2 separate regions of the Zea mays genome follow, and region 2 is linked to region 1. A link is a contact called in public Hi-C data. All regions are on one chromosome and are shown on one strand. Each heading gives the region's core, a stretch centred on a gene start, on an enhancer-like site or on the middle of the called end of the contact. The rest is flanking DNA. Distances are from core to core; before and after follow the strand shown.

Region 1 (5,848 bases), core at 1,015-3,514:
CTTTGACTGGGCACCTACAAGTTGAATGACAAGAAGGGGAGGATGCTCGCGAATGCATGAAACATCTAGCAACTACAATGGTTCTACTCATATCAAGACTCCAACGTTCCCCAAACCTACCTGCCCTCGACCTCAATTGAGAGCTCGGGTACCAGGGGGAGTAATAGGCAGAGCAGTGCAAAACTACTAGCCTCCTCTCTCGCTAAACAAATCTTGTCCTTCCAGTAAACTTTTATGCCTAAGCAAGGCAACGCTGATACCTCTTTCTTCTTTGTCATCTGTCCGATTGATGTAAGATTCTGCAAAATTCGAGGGAGCCAGAACCGACTAGACCGCCCTTTGAATAATACCTCAACTTAACGAACTAGATGAACGACAAGGGACACTTTCCGGTAAGATCCTAAACCTGTCCCGAAACGGCTAGGGATTGCTTTTTGGAAAGGACCCAAACTCGTTCGGAATTCCTTTCATAGGGGCCAAAGAGAAAAAAACTCATGGCAAAACAACATTGAATTCTGGAGTTCGAAGGCCAGTCTGCGAAGGGCTCACGACCACTCCAGCAAAAAATATAGTAAGGGACAGCTAGAGACGGGCACACTAGCGACCAGTACCCTGACGCACGAAGCGTTAAGGGCGTCACCAGCTCGTGTTTGAGTCTTGGGAAGGTCTGACTCATGATTTATCACGAAGAGAGGCAGCGAGCCATCGGTCCCAGTCGAACGGGATCGACACTGCTAAAGGAGCCAGGGCCTCACTTGGATTACCCGCTTGTAACTCACCGAGCGCCATTGCTAGCCCATCGAGGAAAGTGTGGTACGGCTCACCTCCCCTTATACTCGCGAAGGGGATGCGTGGGGAGAGTAATACAAAAAAGACAAGGCAAGCCCCTGAGACAGTCCTCTACATCGAGTAGTGGCTTGGGGCTCGCCCCACACGGGTATGGTGGACGGACAAAAGTTGCACGAATAGCACCCCTGACCCTTAGAGATCTCAGAGAGGCAGGGTCAGGGGGCTCAGAACCCATACGCGTCATAGCCTAGTCGCGCGCAAAGTTATGAACACAAGCGAATCGTGGGATTACAAATGCGTAGTTATTCCCTTCATGCCAACCCCCAATGTGATGTTCACAGCAGCGTTGAAATCGCTCATGAATGGGCCCTAAGCTGCAGCAGGCAAACTCTCCAGATATACCAGTGACTAAAGCTGTTACCACACCCCGGTGAGGACATGAGGATCCACGGTCTTACGCATGGAGGCAGAGACATCAAGAAGGCACAAACTATAATCCCCGGGCAGACTCCATAATCGAACTCATGCGAGAAAGGGCTCAAGAGGTAGATTCCAACACGAACAAACATCGTCCGCCAAAACGGAAAATAGTAAGCCAACTTTCCCTTTATTTCAAAAAAATCACAACAGGGTTTATTTACAAAACAGGATCGGAAATGTCGCAAACAATTTCATTAGAAACTCTCATTATACTCCGTGTTATGCGTTTGTTATTAATCTAATCTAAGCAGCCATGATTTATACCAGCTGAACTGGGTTGCACCAGCGCAACTTAGAATTTGACTATATCTCGAAGTTTTTGGTGATAAATTTCACATGTAGCCTATTCACCCTCCTCTAGATTACTTTCATATATCTAAATCCTTATACTTATACAATGTTTTTAAAAATTATGTTTGCTGTATGTGTTGTTTTCTAACCAAGTTTGATGTTCATTTTTACCAAAAAAAATCAAAGTAAAAAACGAAATCAAACTTCTCGCCTTTTTTATTTTCTAGTAAACCGATCGGTTTTTAATGCCTATAAAATTAAAGTTTTTTTTAAAAAAATCCAAACAGATGTTTAAAAAACCCCGAATGCCCACCCATATTAGGGTTGAACTACGACAAAAAAAAAAACCAAAATACCATCATATATGAATGTGCATTACTGAGTGTTTTTAATAATTTTAAATAAAAACATAAAATTAAAAGGTTCTAGATTTATCGTGATCTATAATTTTATAAAAATATCTTTATTTTGACTATGTAGAATTTTTTTATACGTTTACCACCTTAGAAAAATCATATATATTTTTACGTAGTCAAATAAAAATATTTCTTATATAAAAACTATAGATTGCGACGACATTTACAACTTTCTAGTTCTAGTTTTGAGTTTTCTATTTAAAATTGTTAAAAACGCTGAAAAAATAATAGATCTAACGGACAGTATTTAAACTTTTTCTAAGACAGTTTAAACACTGGCAGCTCTAACTCCTCTAAGGTATAGAAGTGGTATAGAGTGCAAGAATTAAAAAGTTCCGATCAAATGGTACTGAAACTGATCCCTCAAATTTTTTAATAGCTCGGAAAAAGACTCTTTGTTTCGTTGCAGTTGCACGGGTTGGCGCCGGCTCCTCCGATCCAGTCTGGCCACCGGGCACCGGCGATGGGCTGCTCGCCGGAGGGGGGCTCTGCGGCGTGTCCGGACTGCCTGAGACGCCTTGTCCTACGTGACCTCGCCGGCTCCGGCCTCTCCTTCGTCTACGGCCTCTCCGACTCACCGCTCCCCTTCGCCGCCTCCGCCGTCGTTCAGGTCCGCGTCGACTCCCACCTCTTTATCTCTGGGCGCTCTGGTCGGCATGTGCTCTCAAAATTGTTCCTAGGCTCCTAGCTTTCTCGTCCGTTCAAACGCGATTGGAAGCAGAGTTTATTGAGCTTCCATTCCTCTGCATAAACCCTTGCTTTCTTTACGAGAGCTATTGGTTGTACCTTTGTCTTAATCCTGGTTTCCTCTTCACTGCAGATTGCATCTGATGGAGACGAGGGAAGTATTGGGAGGTATGACTTTACATTCTTGATTTACATGAGATACCTAGATACTATTGCAATGGGTAGATGCCGTTATGACAAAATTGTTCCGCTCAAATGTACCCATGTCTGATGATTAACTGTTATAATGTCACGACGTACTCCTACTGTTGAGTCAGGCAAGTAGCAGAAATGTGCTTCAGTGCAACTTCAGCTACAGTGAGCTCTATGCTTCAAACCATATAATTGTAAACCACCAACTGAACTGTAGCTGTTCAATTTACAAGTTGTCCTGTCAATGCTGCTTCAAACTCTTGTTTAGTTGGACCTTGGAATACAATTACAGCCATGTAGGGCCATCCCAGTTTGATAGTCACCAAATGTATGCCAGAAATTCTGATTCATAGAAAACAGCCAAATTAGTCACATGTACATAATTTCTCAGTTTTCATATAACAATTACTCATGCGTAAAGAAAACCTTAGTGAAAACTGGTAAACCATTTGTGCCACTATGCACTTCGTATTTATCACTGTTAGTTGCAGTCAGTGCTTCTTTTGAATCTACCCGTTCTCCAATTTAATGTGGCTTCCTTTGCCTACATCTTTGCACTAACTCTTACACAGAAGTGGTGTTGTATATGTTGCAGGCAGCATATCTCCAGTTTTGTTTTAGTGGGCTTATGTGGTGGCAAAGTGCCTTTTAATAGCCAACAATGGTAACTCTCTTACTTGAGGATTATATTATCTTCAAAGGCTCCAAAATTGATGTGTCAACATGTATGGATTTCTCCACATTTTCGTTCCATACAGTGACAACAGTTCCTTGGAGAATTGCATTCATAAAGATCCCCAGGCAGAGCAAACCTTATACAATGGTGATAATGAATATACTGAGCAGTCAGATTCCTCATCTTGTATAGAATGCATTGAAGGTTGCAAAAGTTCCTCTGGTCCTTGTAAGCAACCATTGGCCATAAGCACGATTACCAAATTAGCTCCTGCTTGCTATCTTAGCATAGGCCACACTTCAGAGGTTAGAGAGCTTATTACAGGTTATCTGACCTCATCAAGTGAAGAGTATGTGATTAATTCGTTAAATCTGCTATTTGAAAACAAAATTAGTGGATCTGCTGGTTTAGATTTCCTCAGCTTCGTTGGATTTTCAGCATTTGATGACTTGCATTCTTCTGGCTGTGTGAGGCATCCCAACATCTTACCAGTGTTAGGTATACTAGAAACATCCGATTGTTGCTACATGTTACAACCAAAGGCCCCATACACCTTGGAAAACATTATGCACTACAGTCCAGAGGCATTCTGCTCAGATTGGCATATTAGATTTCTTGTCTACCAGATAATATCTGCTGTGGCATACCTTCATGATTTAGGAGTTCATCATGGCAACCTAAGGCCATCAAAGATCTTGATGTCAGATTCCTTATGGCCTTACCTGAGCATAAGTGATACCTGCCCTGTAAAGCACAGTTGGGGTGTTGCCAATCATAAATGTTCACCTAATTCATGTTGTTTTATGGAGGACTGTTCCTCAAAAGCCATTTATAGTGGTTTCAAACTGCAATCGTCGTTAGATTGGCATTCTCACTTTAAGCAATGGTGGAAAGGTGAACTGAGCAATTATGAGTACCTTCTTGTCTTAAACAAGTTAGCTGGTAGAAGATGGGGCGATCCAGGTTTTCACACTGTGATGCCTTGGGTAATAGATTTTACAGGGATACCTGATGAAAGTTCTGATAATGGTTGGAGGGACCTGACCAAAAGTAAATGGCGGTTGGCAAAAGGTGATGAGCAGTTGGATTTTACGTATTCATCATCTGAAGTTCCACATCATGTTTCTGATGAGTGTCTCTCAGAGCTAGCTGTCTGCAGTTACAAAGCAAGGAGGTTACCTAAGACCATCTTGAGATCAGCTGTGCGTTCCGTCTATGAGCCGAATGAATACCCGTCTAGTATGCAAAGGCTTTATCAATGGACTCCAGATGAATGCATTCCTGAATTTTATAGTGATCCTCAGATTTTCACCTCTCTTCATTCTGAAATGAGTGATTTGGCATTACCTTCCTGGGCAACATCTGCAGCAGATTTCATTTATCTTCACAGGGATGCATTGGAGAGCGACCGAGTCTCACAACAACTGCATCACTGGATTGACATAACATTTGGCTATAAACTTTCTGGAGAGGCATCTGTTGAAGCAAAAAATGTCATGTTGCCCTCTAATGATCCATCTAGGCCAAAATCGATTGGCCGGCATCAGCTTTTTACAAGGCCTCATCCTAAGCGCCTTGTTAGCACACCTCATGCAGTCTACCACAATAATTTGGACTCTTGTGCTAGATGCTGTGGCAAACGAAGCGGTGCAACAACTGATGCAGTGTTAAATGGCTGTGGATCTCCAAATATGGTTTCAGAAATTGGCCGTCTGGAGGAATTTGAGAAAGCAACTCTGTTTGCAGAGCTTGAATACCAGTTGAATCCAGTCTATGATTATGCTGATGGTGATCCTTCAACTTGTTTCTCTTCAAACAAATATCCCAAGAAACAAAATGCAGATCAGATATTGCAGCATGACAATGCATTGCCAGCAGCACCTAACTTTGATCTTGGTTCCTTTCTAGAATGCTTTGAGTCTGATGATAATTCTCATATGGGTTATCAAGAACTGCTGCTCTGGAATAAAAAGTCTAATTCACAAAACGAATGCCATGCAAATGATGTATTTTCTATTGGGTGCATTCTGGCAGAAATCTATGTGCAAAAACCACTTTTTGACAATGCCTTGCTATCTGCATACAAAGAAATTGGGATAATGCCCGGAGCACTTCAAGGCCTGCCTTCTCATGTCACACTTCTTGTTGAGTCATGCATACAGAGGGAATGGAAAAGGTAACTTCAGCAACGAAGTCTGATGTTTATAGTTCATATGATCAAATCCCACCACTTTGATGATGTTTTGATGGAATTCCAAGACATAACTGTTATTGATACTGATTTGGTGATCTCTTGCAGGAGGCCATCAGCAAAGCA
Region 2 (6,013 bases), core at 2,641-5,140, 190 kb before region 1:
TATTTGGAGAAGCATCAGGTCTGAAAACTAATATTCAGAAGAGTAGTGTTTATCCTATATGATGTGGTGAGGAGGAATTGATAACACTACATAGACAGCTTCCATGTGAGTTCTCATCCTTTCCCTGTAAATATCTCGGACTTCCTCTGTCATTAAAAAAACTCTCCAGAACCTAGGTGCAACCCATTATTGACAGAGTGGCTGACCAATTATCTGGCTGGAAAGCCGATCTAATGTCTAGGGCTGGGAGAAGAGTACAGGTGCAGTATGTGATGACAGACATGATCATCTATTTTGCCATGGCAGTAGAATTACCCCCAGGAGCTCTCAAGGCTATTGACAAGATCAGAAAAGGCTTTCTTTGGCGTGGAAGCAAAGATGCAAGAGGAGGGCATTGTTTAGTGGCTTGGGGCAGAGTTTGTAGACCTCTTGAGCTTGGCGGCCTTGGTATTTCAAGTCTCAAAGATTTGGGATGGGCTTTGAGATTGAGATGGCTATGGCTCGGTAAAACTGAACCTGATAAACCATGGTCCTCGCTACCTATGCAATTTTCAAAAAAGATGATGGCCTTCTTCTCCGCTGCCATGCTCACTGAGATTGGGAGTGGATCTTCAACCTTATTTTGGCAAGATCTTTGGATTCATGTAAAGAAAATTGAAGACATTGCTCCTAGATCGATGGCAGCTGTACCAAAGAAGATTAAGAACAGCAGATCTGTGCATGAGGCTTTAATAGATAGAAAAAAACTTGGCCGGGGAGGAAAAGACCGCCCTCCCGGTATTATATTAAGAAGAGACCCAAACACGGTCCCGACCGAGAAAACCCCCGAACCCTGGCCCCCATCACTAACGGGCCGATCAACTGCCCACTCTGCAACGGCCCAGCCAGAGGGTGGCGCGCAGGATATCGATCTCTGAGAGCGGGCGAGGCATAGCGAGGGGATTTTTTTTAACCAAGCCCAAAATTCGCCCCCGAGGGGGGTCGAACCCAGGACCTAGAGGTGCTACTCGGAAGCCTTAACCATTACGCTAGAGGCCCTTTCGCGTTTTAATAGATAGAAAATGGTTGACATATATTAAAGGGGCCTTGACTGTTGGCTGATTTCCTTGATCTCTGGGATGCACTTCAAACAATCCAGCTACAACCAGGCATAGAAGACAAGCATATATTTAGGTTTGCTACTAATGGAAAATACTCAACCAAAGTAGCCTATGATGGTCTCTTCATTGGGTCGACCCGATCTGAACACTGAGAAAGAATCTGGAGGACCTGGTCACCTCCTAAATGTAAATTCTTTCATGGTTAGCTGATTTAAGGTGTTGGACAGCAGATCGTCTGGAGAAACGTGGTCTAAGCCATCCTGATAAATGTCCCCTGTGTGACCAAGAGCCTGAAAATATAGAACATCTATTGGTGGGCCGTGTCTTTGCTAGGAATTTTTGGTTTCAGCTTCTTAGACAAGTCAATTTGCAAGGGTTTGTACCCCAACAGGGGGAAGAGAGTGCTATGCAATGGTGGAGAAGAACTAGTCAACAGCTGCAAGGGATTGCCATGAAGGGATTTAATTCTTTAATAATAACCCTTGGGTTTTGGACCCTCTGGAATCATAGAAATGGATGTGTTTTTGACAGAATTACACCCAACCTGGAGGCAGCTCAGAAGTGCTTAAGAAGAAAGAGAGTTATGGGAGATTGCTGGAGCCAAGCATCTGGATCTTCTTACAGCACCCATTCCAGGGATCTAGTGGGGGCCTAGCAGTAGAAGTTTGTTATAACTGATATGGATATTTTTGTGTATTTTCATTTCTGACCGCCTTGAACGGCCTTTTGTTCTGTACTGGTCCATGTCGGGACCTTTTTTCTATTCTTAATATAATGATGTGCAGCTCTCCTACATGTTCGAGAAAAAAAAAGAATAATTCATAACATCTGGTGAAAAGAACAGAAGTCATCAAGAGGCCACGGTGTGCTGAACTTTGCAAGCAAGAAGCATCCATCAATCATGAATGGGAACACATTGCAGTAAGAATATGGTCCATAGCCTATACATATGCATCACAAATTTGTTGACCCAAATATCTAAAAGGCTTGTTTCTAAAAAAATAAGCACAAAAGCACAACATTATTTTGGAACACAGAGGAGCAACTCAAAGCCTGGTGGAGCAAACACTATACATACCAACATCATGAGATTCTTGATGTGAGCTACTAGTGTTTGCAGAAGCAGTAAGTGTTTTATCTGCAACCGCACCTTTTGACCCTGGATCAAAACACATAGCAGAAAAATTACATCCACAGAGCCCCTAACTGAAAAAAGAATGAGAAACAATTATGGGGTTCTGTTCTGATCAGACATTAGTTGTGTTTTAGCAAGAAACAGTTGTTGTGCATTCTAAAATACCATGCATGCATTTCATGAATAGTGACTATAAACAGACATATTGTTTGACTTAATAAAAGATTATAAAGAAGAGAACAAAAAAATGTATCCACAAACTATATCAAACACGCTAGTCCAACACATTGCCTTCGTTTTCATGAGTAGCAAAAGTGCACTATATAAAAAGGTCATCACATTAAAGTAACTCGGAAGTCAAACCGATTCTACTGGAAGTTGTATGATCAAATCTTTTCTGTGGTTTTCATATCCTAAAAAAGGGAGTCATGTGCTGTTTCTTAGTCTTGTGCTGATACACAATGGTTCACTCCCTCCATTTGTGAGGAAGGCATGAAAGTTACTAGTGCCAACTGTTGTGCCATATATTACCCATTTAAAGAGGTAGACATCTAAAAAAGATAACTATTCTAAACCAAAGTATCAAAAGATACAGAACCCTTACAAACATGTTCTCAAGGGACATAACAAGAAATGAACTGCATGTTCCAACATAACCCATCTTTCTATAATTCTATGTATCCCACATACCAAAGGGTCAGGAACTTGTTTATACATTTCAAGCTGTTATCTCATCCTACTTATGAGACTTGCATCAAAATTAGACATCACATCTGAAAAGATAAATCTGCAGAAGTATCCTATAAACAGTCCTCTGTTTGTGTCAGAGTTGAAGTATGAATGTCAGGATCACTCACATGCATAGGACACTGGTAGCTAGCCTGAGCTGTAAAGAAACTAATGACAAAGCTTGAAATTTAATCGTAATGCGACCTCACAAGAAAAGGCAAGTAATGAACAGTAACTTTATCAAGAGCCGTACAGGACTAGAATACCCTGCAGACATATAATGTTACGAACGAATTACAGGGAGGACGATCTCTGCACTGAAGACACAGATTTGGACGCGCAAATCCCACAAGGAACGCACCATCTAGCTTGTAATCTCCCTTTGCATTTTTTTCAGCGAGGATTCCAATCCCATCAATGCAAAACCATGCAAAGCATTCCGTGTATCCAGGATTTGTTTGGGAATTAGTACCTGAGTCTCCCACGTCCCCGGCGGAGCTAGTTGACGCCATCTCCGAATCGATCCCTCGCGTCCCAGCGGCGGTTGTTGGCTTTGGCTTTGGCTTTGGATCCGCCTCCACTCGAGACTCGGGACTTCCAGCTACTGCTCTTTACACGAACGTCTGCTCACTGGCAATGCCTAGGAGAACCAGACCAAGAGCAAGCAGTCTGCAACTTACGTGAAGGCCGGGACGCTTTCTGGGCGTCGGCAGGGCGTCGACGCTAGAGCTACGGGCGGCGCTAGGGGCGGCGTCGGCGCGCGCTCGGAGGGCGGAGAGGCCAGGAGAGGCAGGGGCGGCGCGCCGGCTCTGGATCTGGAGGACACTCCTACACGCACGATGACGATGTGGTGACGCAGGCGGCTCCGGGGGCTGAAAAAGAGAGGAGAGGAAAGAACTAGGCTTGGCAGCGGGTCGGGTTCTGACCGATTCCAGCGGTTTTTACACCCGGTGGTATAGGTGTACATTTGGATCAGGTCTGATGGGTCGGTCCGAAGCAGAAAAAAATACGGTCTAGACACGGTGTTGGTGTTTTTTTTGGGCAGCACCAATCACTAGCGGTATACCGCCTGGCGGTGCCTCCGCGGCGGCGCGGACGGTCCGCGACCTGGGCGCAGGAGCGACACCTTCCCTGCGTTGCACCGGACGGTCCGCGCATAGAGCCGGACGGTCCGCGATGGCGCAGGGTCGTCTTCCTCCTTGCTGGAATCTAGATCTCGCACCTGAGGGAGAGATCTTAGGGCTCTTCGGGTCGATAGGTCACCCGGGGCGTCCCTAGACAACGTGGAGCTGCATAGGAATTAAGAGATCAATTCGAGGAAATGACCTTGGGTGTACAACTAGATCTTGCCCCCCGGAAGGGGTAAGATCCTAGGGTCGTCTTAGGGTCGGCAGACCACCCAAGATGGATCTAGACGACATAGAGTCGAATAGGGGTGGAGGTGGATATGCGGTAGACTATAACTAAAACTACGCTACATCTACTCCTAGGGCAGGAAAGGTAAATAAAGTAATTGATTCGATTGGAATGTGTTCAGGGGTTCTCAATCGGCCGTACCCCTTTATATTTATAGGGGAGGAGGTCTGGACCTGTTCCTAAGAGATAGCCAACAACTCCCACGTGATTAGATGGATAACCACACACGAGATAAGGATAAACACCTGAGTTAATCTAATCTCGGGGCACACGGACTGTCTAGGTCTAAGGGTCGGACCGTCCGCTCATTTTGGTGTTCAACATATGCCCCCCTTCCTTTTGGTGGAGCTTGGCGAACCAAAAGCACCAGCGAAAACTTCGGAAACAATTGACCTCATGAACTACTTTGTCCCCGAAGTAAGGACTCAGCTCGATGCAAGTCATCGGCTCTTGCGATCAGATAATATAAATACTTGATGGAACTTTAATGCACAGAGGCCGTTTCGGATTGCATCCTCTTCGGCCATGTCTGCCTGATCATCCTTTCAATAGGCAAAAACCTGTGGTGCCCCCAGCCCAAATAAGCAAATGAATTGAGCCAGTAATACGGATTCATCGTCGTACCACCCCACGCATGAGTAGGACAACACATCGACGATGGATAGACCGGAAAGCACCGCGCTATCCCTGGAGGAGGATGACAAGGCGATCTTGGTTGTGCTACCTTTTGGGTCGGTTTAGTCGGCTTTTGTTTTCGCGCAGATCGCCCTTTTGACTTTGTTTGTTTTATTGGCCGGTTGTGTGGAACGACCATCTTCATATATTTGGTAAGCAACTGATCAAAAGTAGAGCCGACTCTACTGAGTCGTCCAGACGTCTTAGTAGTGTTTTGTTTCCTAACACTTGTTTTGGAACGTTGTGGTCCGATGGTCTGAGGTTGCTGCTTCTGACCGTTTGCGAACCGTCCGACCATTATAGCCGGACCGTCTGCTCCTGTCTCCAGACTGTTCGGCCTTAGTACCCGGACCGTCCGGCGTACGCAGGATAGGTGATCATGATCGGGTGTTCGATCGTGCTTGCCCCCCGGTGCCTTCGGTCTTTCTTTTGTCCGGAGCCTTTCGAGTAACCATTCTGCGTGACATATTTGGTGTGCGGGGATCACCAATGACGATATTTTTATCTTTGCTTTTATCGGTCGCACAAGGCCGAATTATGGCCTTTTTGCTCGTCGGCTCTAATGTGGTGACAAGGACAGGTGGCCTGTCAATTTTCACCTCTTTTTGAAACCTCAACCAGCCTTTGTTTATAGACGATTGTATTTGCCGACGGAAGACGACACAATCATTGGTGTTATGGAGAAAGGAACCATGCATTTTGCAATACACGCACCCTTTTAATTGTTCAACCGGAGGAATTACATGTGACAATTTAATATTACCATGTTTAAGAAACTCATCAAATATTTTATCACACTTAGTAATATTAAATGTGAACTTAACTTTTTCCTTTGTGTCGAGTGCGGGTGAGAGCGAACAGAAGGTTTGGCCTTAGTGGGCCAAACAAGCTCAGGGACATGTGACTTTTTTGGTTCTTGGGGCTTGGGTGGTTGGTTATATTTATGCCGGCCTTCTGC

What was found. A called contact is a pair of places that touch in the nucleus more often than the background predicts.
Region 2: a contact with region 1 is called in a Hi-C map of tassel, with 5 times the contacts expected there. The contact joins the promoter of LOC100282347 here to the promoter of LOC103650138 in region 1. A contact is called at or near these places in 8 of 25 Hi-C or Micro-C datasets (bundle sheath, ear, endosperm and 3 more) and 1 of 3 datasets of contacts at active chromatin or transcription factors (leaf).

The regions. Positions count from the first base shown.
Region 1 is chr3:60,169,196-60,175,043 of Zm-B73-REFERENCE-NAM-5.0, reverse strand. LOC103650138 (protein GFS12) reads left to right here and starts at 2,264. Exons shown (of 18, transcript XM_020550219.2): 1 at 2,264-2,586; 2 at 2,797-2,831; 3 at 3,451-3,519; 4 at 3,614-5,707; 5 at 5,831-5,848. The coding sequence starts at 2,440.
Region 2 is chr3:60,358,779-60,364,791 of Zm-B73-REFERENCE-NAM-5.0, reverse strand. It overlaps LOC100282347 (craniofacial development protein 1), which reads right to left and starts at 3,890. Exons shown (of 6, transcript NM_001155259.1): 1 at 3,645-3,890; 2 at 3,437-3,568; 3 at 2,179-2,259. The coding sequence starts at 3,476.